Linked DNA regions of Mus musculus: region 2 is linked to region 1. Evidence: chromatin contacts called from public HiChIP or PLAC-seq data. All regions are on one chromosome and are shown on one strand. The core of a region is the stretch at or near the end of the contact, and the rest is flanking DNA. Distances in the headings are between cores, read along the strand shown. Region 1 has its middle 14 kb from the start of Gm36434. Region 2 overlaps Gm30032 (a long non-coding RNA gene).

Region 1 (5,068 bases), core at 1,283-3,782:
AGAAAGGCAGCCAGCAACCATCCAGGGATGGAGTGCCAAGGAATGGTAAAGAGCCCTGGGAGCTACCTGGCCCTATGACCCACTTCTGGGGTTATTCCATGTAAGGTAAACCTGGTGGCAATGACCCTGTGGCAGGCAGAACCCTAGCTCTCCAGGCTCCAGCCCTCTGGCCTCTCCTCATGTTTTCTGTCTGGCCAGCCATGCCTGGCCGAGCTGGGGGAACACAGGCCCCTTCAGAAGCACCTCCCACCCCCAGTCTGGGGACCAGCAGAGCCTTGACAGGCTCTGGAGGGAAGCGGGTCCCAGGCCCAGCTGTGTAAATGTTTTCGGTTTTCCTGCTGAGCCTCGGGCTTGAGTCTGTGCCAAGACAAGCCTGGCCGCAGTTTTCTTTGGCAAGGGTGAGGCTTGGGAATGTCGGGGAACTTTCCAAGAGGGATGGTGTGTCTCAGGCCCTGGGGTGTCTGGGTGTACTGTGCCATCCCTGAGTGTTGTATCCCTGTTAGATTCCCGAGCCAAGGCTGCCTGGTGGGAGGGGGGCTGCTCTCTCGCAGTGACCCCTTCCTCCAAGGAACAGTAAGGGGTGGCTGGAGGCTCCAGGCAGTTCCTCCAGTTGCCATGGTGTGGTGCTGCTGCTGATGTTGCCGGTGGTGGTGGTTACCAGAGTCCAGAAGAGCTTGCAGGAGAGGTGTGGACTCTCACTGGACCTACTCTGGGAAACACACCCATCTAACCATGGTGGGGTTCTTGCTTTGGCTTGGGTCCTTTTGGCTGGCTGTGACATCAGAGCCTTCTGGCTGGATCTCACAGGAGGGAAAGTCTGGAGGGAGGGCTCAAATGGCAATGGCTACTTCCAGGATTGGAACTGCCTAGGAGTGAGGCAACATGGAAGGGTGGGGACTGCAACAGGCAGGGAGATGGAGTTTGAGCTGGTTCAGCAGGGCAAAGTATCTTGGTTCTAGCTGACAGTGGCTCTCAGTAGGCATGATTATGGTGTGTGTGTGTGTGTGTGTGTGGTGTGCATGCATGCATTCGTGTATGTGCATTCATGCACACATGTGCATGAGTGTGCGAGTGCAGTGCATGCATACATGTGCTTATGTGTGTGCGTGCAGTGCATACATATATGTGCAGGTCTGTGCATTCGTGCCTCTGTGTGTGTGTGTATACATTTTCAATATTAGGGGTAATTCGAGGGCCTCCTCCTGCAGGCAAGCACTCCGTTACCATGGAGCTATCCTTACCTAGCCTTCCTTTTCACTTTTTTGGAGACAGGGTCTCACTAAGTTGCCCAGGTCAGTAGGGGTCAGAGTGTTCCTCATCTGGCCGTGCCCCAGTTCTGGTTGAAGTCGAGGGCCTCGGCATGGGGTGTTTACTTCATTCATTCGTTTATCAGTTCACACACTCACCACGCCTTTCTTTAGTCCTACCCTGTGCTGGGTGTCCTACCTTATACTCTGCTGGGTTTAATGAGGCTGCAGACAGGGTGTAGCTAAGCCACTATTATTTTCCATTACTGACATGGAATGGATATTACTGACATGCATCCATTCCCTACAGCACCCTGGGTCACACATGGCCAAGAAGGGGCTGGGAGTATAAAAGAGAATCTTAGGAATCTGTCTTTGGGGTAGAGCCTAGACTCATGGGTCTCAGTGAGATGCTCTAGCCTCCTACATGACCACAGGATTGACAATTCTGAGGTAACCTGTGTCATGGACTACAGTGTGACTGGCATAATAGTCTCTGTTTTCCAAGTGCCAGTAGCACTGGGACATGGGGTCAGAGTGAGAGTGGTGCCCACTGTGGCCCCCAGCCATGTGACATGTCCCACAGCCTCTGTTCAGGAATCAGGACTTGGCCTTCAAAACACTGAACTAGGACAGAAGGTACTGATTGAGCCAGGGAGGGGTACAAGCACCGAGTTCTCAAAGAGTATCTCTGGTTCCTTCCCTTGGTGACAATTCTTCCTGTGGGGAGTCCATGGCAGGTGTGGGTCACATCCCTCCCTGTGCATACAAGGTCTACAATGCGAAGATTTTGCAGAGCTCTGCCTTCAAAACTGGCACAAGCCAGCACCACTTCTCCATCACACAAAAGGAGAAACTGGGGTTCAGGCAGGTGAGGTCAGGTGGCTGATGAACACAGCAGGCCAGGCTGAGTCTTGTCTGAACAGCTTTAGGGTGCATGCACATGTACCCTCACAGTAGGAAAGTCACAGAACTGGCCGGGCCTGTCCATATGTCTCCAGCTATGATGGAAACTAGGGTTCTCTGCCCTCCGGTCCCTTTTCTGGGCAGGCTACAGGCCAGCACCCCCAGAATACCATCCCCACTCTGTGTCCCCCACCCCACCCCAAGCTCACCTTACCGTCCCCTCAGTGTCACAGAACTCTGAAATGATGGGTGTCCTCCAGGACAGTCCTGTGGCCTTGGCCAGACTGCAGTGTGGGCACCACCTGGGGGCCTCTAAGGAGCCTGGCGGGGATGGGAGAGAAGGCTCTTTCCAGCATAATGAAGCGGGAGGAGACTGATAGAAATGCTAATTTCATTACCCATGTGCATAATTACAGTCTCCAAGTTGGCAGCTTGCTAGGCAGTGACAGGAGGCAAGGGGAAATTTACCTAACTTTTGAGAGATATGTGTGGTGTGATTAATTCACTCCAGGCCACCGCACAAGACACCCAGAGCCCCCACCTTTTCAGTAAGACGTGGCCTCCCTGTCCACCATGGTCAGGTTGGACAAGCTGGAGAGTTGCCAAGATGACAGAATTTCGCAGGGTGTAAGAAGGAAGCGTGGGCAACCTGGTGGTGGGAAGACAGTCTGGAGGGCTGCCTGAGAGAGGCAGCAAGCTGGTCTGGAAGGACAATGGGACAGTTGGTTTGGGGGGAGGGATGGTGTCAGTTGGTGGTCAGGATGGATGGAGAAGGCTGAGAAGGCGTTGGGGTGCCTGTTCAGGTCCATGTGATAATGGGGTGTGAGCATGTTCAGTGGGCTGGATACTGCTGCCCTTGCTCAGATCATACCGCTGAGGGCTGGGAAGGGGAGGGCTTCTGAGCCCCATTTGGTGCCTGACCCAGGTTGGACACCCAGCAGGGGAAGCTGGGGCTCCAAGCAAAGACTCCTCCCCCTAAGATGGGGACATTTGGAATGTAAGCCTCTGAACAGGCAGGAGGGGCCCACAGGGGCCCTGCATTAACAAAGCAGCTCTGGCCTCCCCACCACATGGGGGACTTCAGCAGAGGGGTCTTGAGCAATGGGGGGGGGGCTGGAAATTCTTAATGAGGCTGGTGGTGGTCACCCCTCCCCCACAGCAAGACACCAGCTGCACAAACAGATCTGGAGGGGGAAACCAGAGGGATGCTGTATGGAAGGAGGGCAGCTGCTGGGGGTGCACTCTCGTGTGTATGTGTGTGTGTGTGTGGCATGTTTATGCATGTGTGTGTATGAGTATGTTGTATGCATGTGTGTGCATGCGTGTGTGTGTATGTGCACGTGTGTCTCTCTGTGTATGCATGTGTATGCATGTGTGTGTACATGAGAGTGTACTGTGTGCATGTGTATGCATATATGTGTGTGCATGTGTATGCATGCCTGTGTGTGTCTTTGTAGAATATGCCTCTGTGGTTCCTTAAGACCCTGCGGTGGCTCTGTGAAATGTGCACTCCCCTTAGCAAAGTCACACACTTGTGTGCAAGGCACAGGCAGAATGAGGATGATTCCAGAAGGGATCCCAGCAAACGTGTGACTGACAGGAGCCGGCTCTTTTTGACTTTGGAGAAAGGGATCAGGGGCACCATATTTTAGAAAGTGGGTGAGGTGAAAAGCAGGAGAGAGCTTTAAAGCAGCCGGTCATGAGTGGCTGGAGAGACTGAGGCAGGAGGATTGCAGATGGATGCCAGGGCACACTCACACCTCAGCATAGTGGAATACACTCTACCCTTCTACCCTGCCTTCGTTTCCCTGTTGTGTGCAATGGACAAGATGACTCAGTGGCCTCTCTGGTCTGTGTGGAGCGGAACTGTTGCAGTTTGGGGCAGATGAATCTGAGACCATGGGAACGGCAGGTTATGAAGGAAGCCAGGAGGCTGCTCTGTTGGGGATCTTGGCTTTACCTCTGTGACCAATCAGACTCCTCATCTGTACTGTGGTGAGGGAGGGGTATATCTTAGCATCTGGCCCACAAGAAGCCTGGGTCTCTCACACATGTGCTCTGTGGATACCTGGGATTCCTGTACCCTCTGGAATGTCATTCAGTTGGAATCACCAGATGGCTTTCAAAAACTGGTCAAGCCATGTCCGTTCTTACAGTCTTCCTGATTCCCAGCATCACGGAATCACCACGGATCTGCAGGAAACGTTTCCCGAATGAACGTGTAACAGTCCATCAAAGCCTGGTTGTGTGCGCGTGTGTGCCTGTAAGTGTCTGCAGGCTGATGTGTATATGAGGGAACACAAGTATATGGCACAGGTCTACACATGGACCCTGAAATATGGCAGGGCCAGGTCACTGTGTGTGCAGCCAATAGACCTAAGTTCCTGTATTCCAGTCTACACACTATATAACTCCTCATGAGGCAAAGTGAAGGGTTTCTCACTCAGGTGTGAGCTATGGTTGTCACCCAGAGGATTAGAAAATGTGCAAGGCTGGATGCTGGGGACAAACAGATCCGAGGTTGGACCTTCAGCTCTGTCCCAGTTCTTTCTGTGACCTGGATCTGTGGCTTTCCCTCCCAGAGCCTCTGTTTTCTCTCTTGAAGCTTGTAACATTGCATCTCTCATTTATAGATTTGGGTGGGTGGGATGTTAAAAATAACAGGTACAGAACACTAAACCCAATGCCTGGAATGGTGAACATGTTCAGTTCACAGATGTGTAAAAGCCCCATGCACCAATGGGCCTTGAGTTTGGAGCACACCAGGCTAGGGGCTGACTATCTGAGCCTGCCCCATGCATGTGTATATCTGTCTACTCATCTATCTATCTACCTACCCACCATCCATCCCTCCATCCCTCCATCCAGCCTCTTACCTATCTGTCCACCCATCCATCCATCTATCCATGCATCCA
Region 2 (5,920 bases), core at 3,146-5,645, 430 kb after region 1:
GATACAGAGGCAAGACCACTGGACATTCCCAGGGGAGGTAAGGTCTACTGATGTTCCTGCACCCAGGAGTGGTGACATCCCAAGGTCAGGCCTTCCAGAGAGTAGAGAACTTACAGAAGAGCCCAATGGCTCTGAGCCAAGATTTCCCACCTGCTGTGACCAAAACCCACCACACTGCAGAAGGGAGAGCACACCGCGGCCTAGCCCTTTCCCACCACTGTGTTGTTCACTATGTGATCCTGAGAACAACTTTCCCCTTCTCAGATTCCCTGTCTTTTCAGTACATCCCAGGGCAAGGCGAGCATCCACATGAGCTAGAGACGAGGTTCTCAACCCGTGGTTCATGATCCCTCTGGAGATCGAAGGACCTTTTCAAAGGGGTCACTTATCAGATATCCTCCATATCGGATATGTGCCATTCATAATGTTAGCACAATTACATTTATGAAGTTTTTTATGGTTGGGGGTCACCACAATATGAGGAACTGTATTAAAGGGTCACAGTGTTAGGAAGGTTGAGAACTACTGAGGGAAGCTCTACAAAGATGCCTGTCATAGCTCTGCAGGCTCCAGTGTCCCCATCTAAGACCAGGGCAGTAGTCACATCTTGTGTACACCAGAGTTTAAACTTCAATGGCATGTTTATAATGAACTTTGACATTCTAATGATGGTCTCCACCCAGCAGCAGGACCAGCCCATGTAGGCTCATACTACATGCCAGTCTCTCAGACAAGACATGGTTTCATGTCAGGGTTTAACTAGTTTATCAAACATCCCTGTGCACAGCTAGTGAGCCCACCTCTGAGGGCCAACTACTGTTCTGTGCATTCATTTTGCTATCCAACCAAGCATCTGTGTATTGTCTGCATGTGTGTGTGTACACACATATTTATATGTGTGGTATGTATGCATGTGTTCTTGTTGTTGTTGTTGCCAATGTCTTTCCTAGAACAAGTCCACATCAGACCGCAGTTCCTATCTTAGCTTATTTTCTTTCCAGTGCTTGGAAAAGAAATAATATGCACATACATATATACACGCGTGTATATATGTGTAGTCATATAAGCATATACATATATGTACATGTTTGGAAAAGACATAACAAATATGTACATACATGTATGTACACACATGTACACGCTTGGAAAAGAAATAACAAATATACACATACATGTATGTATACATGTACTCATATAAGCATATACATACATGTACATGTACATGTACACACTTGGAAAAGAAATAACAATACACATACATGTATACACACATTTGTATATGCATGTACTCATATAAGCATATACATACATGTGCATGTACATGTACACACTTGGAAAAGAAATAACAATACACATACATGTATACACACATTTGTATATGCATGTACTCATATAAGCATATACATACATGTGCATGTACATGTACACACTTGGAAAAGAAATAACAAATACACACATGCATGTGTATGCACACACATGTGCACATACATGGGCTCATACAAGCATTTACATACATGTACACATACATACACACGTGACCAGGAAAAGTACCCTCCAACCCTCAGCAGCATCTGGAAGTCCTGTTCTCAAGGATTCCCTCTCAGAGAACATCCTGCAGACTCTTACAAAGCACTAAGCTTGCCATTTTTCTAAGTGGCCCTGGGCTGAGCAACTAAGCAATGTATGTAGGTAAGTGGACAAAAGAAAGGGGTGATGCCTCTCCCCTGCAGGTCCTTGCTGTGTGGCCTCAGACAAGACATCAACCTCTCTGAGCACTGATTTCATCTTCCATCTCTCAGGTCTCTGATCAAGGCCAATGGGAAAATGCATACAAAACCCCAACCACCCACAAATGCTCACGGAACAGCAGTTATGTGCAGGGCAATCTCAGCCACACAACCCCCAGACCCAGGCCTATGGGACAACTGTGCATGTTGCACCACTGAACTGGTCCTGGCTGGGAGTCTCCCCATGACTTCCCCACACCTCCTCCTCCTCCTCCTCAAGCCCACCCCATTGTTCCAAGACTAATTTATTTATTTTCTTCTGACTCCTCAAAGTCCATCACGCTGTGGAGTGGTCGGATGGATTTTTTAATTAATTGAAGCAAAATCAATGAAAAAGTGATTGTTCTGGGCCAGGCAGGCAGAAGGAAATTAATGGATGTCCTGTGGGGGAGGGGCGGCCGCATTGAGCTGCGGCTGGGCTGTGGGTACCTGGAGGCCAGTAACTGTCACTGGAAGGGGTGGGGGATGGAGGATGTGAGCAAGGTGACCACATTCCCCACTCTGACACCAGCAGATCTGTCTGAGTTCAGACTTTGGGGCCTCCGCTCGTCCACTGTGCCCCCACAAACCAACCCCAGTGTTGGCTGTAAGGGTTAAGCTCTCACACTGGCCCCCAGTGGCCCTTGAGGACTTGGTATAGAGGGAAATAAACCAGATGTAAAAGCACAAATATTCAGCGTCTCTGCCTACCCGGAGTACACAGACTCCAGAGTCAACGCCGCACAGCAAAGAAGACACCAGAAGCCACACACACTCTAGCAGAGGGTAAGACTTTCTACTCAGGGCAATGGAAGGCTCTGGAAATAGGTAACAATTTTCATGACCTTGGCTGTGAGCATCCAAAAGTGAGTGAAATGTTTTCTGTCACTCACCCTTGACCAAATAAATAAATAATGAATGAATGAATGAATGAATGAAAGATAGATAGATAGATAGATAGATAGATAGATAGATAGATAGATATGAGTTACCTGGTATTCTGTTGTCTACACTACCTCTGCCACTAAAATCATCTTTCTCAATGAAGTCTCTTTCCAAATCATCTGGGAGAAGCAGTCACAGGTGTTCTGACTGACAACTAGGACCCAGGCCCCTCCCATGAACCCAGGCCCCTCCCACGGACCAGGCCCCTCCCACCCCAGGTGTGTGCTTAGGGAGACACCTGTCACTGCACTATGACTCTCTATCTAGGATCGGCTCCTAGCCTAAGACCGGTTATCAACTCACAGACACACAAAAATTCCTTTTGCTATAGAAAGGAACGTGTGCACAAAGTACTCAGGTATGAGGCATGGTCACCTCTGGGGAAGGTGGAGGTGACATTATCTAGGCCACAGCACCCACTCAGACTTGAGCAGCTGAGGCAGGAACAGCAGCTGGAGCCACACTGTGCCCTGGAACCCACCCCTGACTGGATGGCTTCCATGGCCAATAATACCGATGCTAGCCAGCCTGCCATGTGACAGGGACGTCATCACTCCTGTGTCCCAGCCAACAGTCTGATGACCTCAAATATCAAGCCTTCCCGATTGCCCGTTCCTGAGGGCAGGAGAACCCAACCCATCTGCGTCTTGATGAAGGAGTCATTGGGGTTCATAGGGTTCATAGCAATCCAAAAGCTTAACTGAGTCCCCAGACAACCACCAGGATGGTGACAGAAGAATCGTTCACTACACACATCTCACAAGACATCACTGAAACCTCAAAAAGCTCACACCAGTCGATATTCATTGCACCCAAACTACAGATGAGGAAACCGAGACTCGGTGAGTAGACATCACTGGCAGATTCTGATATCCACGCCAAGTCTCTGACACCAAAGGCTCTCCATCTCCCCAGCCCATCCTCAATTGGTCTACTCTGCTTTCCCTTCTGAGTTCCTACCACACATCCACGCCCACCTGCCACCCAGCCACCTGGCCATCACTGGTAGAGCCAGGATGGGCTGCTGAGTCAGGCTCTGCCTCTGTGTGTGACCTTAGGCAAGTCCATTCACCTCTCTGATTCTTCCTCAGTAGATAGGGAGTGTGAGCAGATCTGCTGAACACAGCTGGGAAGAGCAGGGAATCCTGGGATACCAGATGTTAGCATTTCTTCTAGGCTCCACCCCACAGTTACCTGGCAACAGCCAGGTGTGCTGGCCTCAGTATAAAAGGGGCTGCCTGCCCCCTCCTCAGCCTCTTACTCCCTTACTCCCATTCCCCTCCCCTCCCTTCTCTCTCCATGTTCACGGCCAGCCTCTACTACTCTCCCTCTCCCCCTTCCCTGACCCTTTCTCTCTACCTTTCTCTGTCTCTACTACCCCCTCAACTTCCCTCTCTGTGCCCTAAACTCTAATTCTATACTATGGTACCTCAGGGGAGAGGTGCACACCCACAGAGGCACCCACTTCCCCTGCACCATACCATGCCTCTACCAAACGTATCCCTGGGTTGCCTTTCTTTTTTATAAAACCCAACACCAGAGTCCCCAGGTCTACCCTGGGCCACTCTATGACCCCTCAAGTCTCCTGTCTGCAGCCCTCACTCTTCTGCCTCCCAGCTGATGAATCCAGAACCAGGTCTCATCTATCTGCAGTCCAGTTGTGTTAGGACTAATCTCGCCCCTTGTGGCGAACGGGGCCTCGCCCCAGGCATCACAGCAAACACATCCAGTGCCAGGAGGGTTTGATCATGGGAGAATGATGTCATTTGTCAGCGATGTCCGTCCGTGGTCCACGGCCCGATGCATTTGCATTCGGAGCTGGAAGCAGAAAGACCGGGTAAGATGCAGAGGAGGAAAGGGGGTCTGCCTCTGAGTGACTGGCATGAATTATTTCGACCTAACTTACTAATTAAGACCCTCATTAGCAGCCCAAATTTGTGATAGATAGGCAGAGGACCTGGCACAATGGTTTAATTTAATGATTCCTTGCATTTACTTTGTTAATCATCTTTAGTCTGATTTAATTTATGCCGATGTGACTGTCCTCATTTCTAATTAAGGCACTGATGGTGGGGACACCCGCCATCGCAGAAGAATTTCAATCAAGTCGCGCACAAAAGCAGATACCAGTGCTTACGACCTCCGAGATGGCAATTTGCAAAACCGGCTGCTTGTTGTTTTATTTCTGCCTGAAAGGTTGGGGAGGGTCTGGTCTTTGCCTGGGGCAGATGGTTCTCGCTAACCACAAACCTTTATAACCATCGATTTTTTTTTAAGGCTCTGAAGAAGAAAACAAACAAACAAACAAACAAACAAAACCTTAGCACTTAAGTAAACCTTTCCAGGATTTACACACAAGGGAGCAGGGTCCAGAGAGGTTGAGGGGCTGGCCCAAGGTCACACAGTAAGTTAGCAAGCTTGGGAGGAGATCGTTTTAGAAACACTCTCACATCACCCTCCAAACCCCATGACCACCCACTTGGCAGACACAGCCTGATGCCCACCCAACAAACACACACACACACACACACACACACACACACACACACACACATACCTGACAGCTGCTAAGAGCCTATGGCCTGCCTGGTACTGACTTTCAACTCCCTGTGAATTCTAAGCAGTCCATGGTCTGAGTGTACACCTGATGCATGGGGCTTTCTCATATCCATAAACCATCCACACAGGGCAGTGAAGGACCAGACCCCACCCTGCCAGTCAGGGACATGGGCTCCAGCAGCAGAAGGCTGCCTAAATTCTCACAGCCAAGAAGCGAAGTTTGAACCCAGTCCACATGACTCCAGAGCCCACCCTCACGGGTCACCACTGCATGTCGGCAGCGTTGACATACCTGCTATGGCCAGTGGGTACCAGACTCAGTGAGGTACCTCACCTGATAACCACACTTCCATCCCATCCTGTGCTGAAGGCTCCCAGTCCCAGCCCTGGAAGGCAAGGATCAGAGAAATCATGTGATGTGCCCAAAATTGCACAGCAGGATACCAGTGGCCAAGCTTGGGGCCTTCCCTGACTTCCACTTTCTGACTCTGCCCCTCCCCCACCCCACCATTCCTGCATGCTGCAGTGTCTACCCACCTTCCCACCCACCCCACACCCACCCCATTCTAGTTCCTAGAACTCACCTGTGGGCTCCACTGATGGCCAAGGGTTCCCTTTATGCGTTTCCTTTTTCTAACGCCTTGCTCCAC

Evidence for each region. HiChIP or PLAC-seq counts read pairs in DNA pulled down with a chosen protein or histone mark.
Region 2: a contact with region 1 is called in an H3K4me3 HiChIP or PLAC-seq map of embryonic basal ganglia, with 3 times the contacts expected there. The contact joins two enhancer-like sites.

What each region holds. Positions count from the first base shown.
Region 1 is chr5:111,675,434-111,680,501 of GRCm38.p6, forward strand. No RefSeq gene overlaps it. Among named protein-coding and RNA genes, the nearest start is that of Gm36434, 14 kb to the left of the region's middle. RefSeq lists an enhancer at 1-972. Within about 2 kb of position 2,533, at least 39 of the 459 cell types and tissues checked have an H3K27ac peak or open chromatin away from gene starts, as enhancers often do. A contact at or near this core is called in embryonic basal ganglia, where this site is marked.
Region 2 is chr5:112,105,981-112,111,900 of GRCm38.p6, forward strand. It overlaps Gm30032 (a long non-coding RNA gene), which reads right to left. Exons shown (of 4, transcript XR_880589.2): 3 at 5,563-5,656. Among named protein-coding and RNA genes, the nearest start is that of Gm30032, 12 kb to the right of the region's middle. Within about 2 kb of position 4,396, at least 29 of the 459 cell types and tissues checked have an H3K27ac peak or open chromatin away from gene starts, as enhancers often do. A contact at or near this core is called in embryonic basal ganglia, where this site is marked.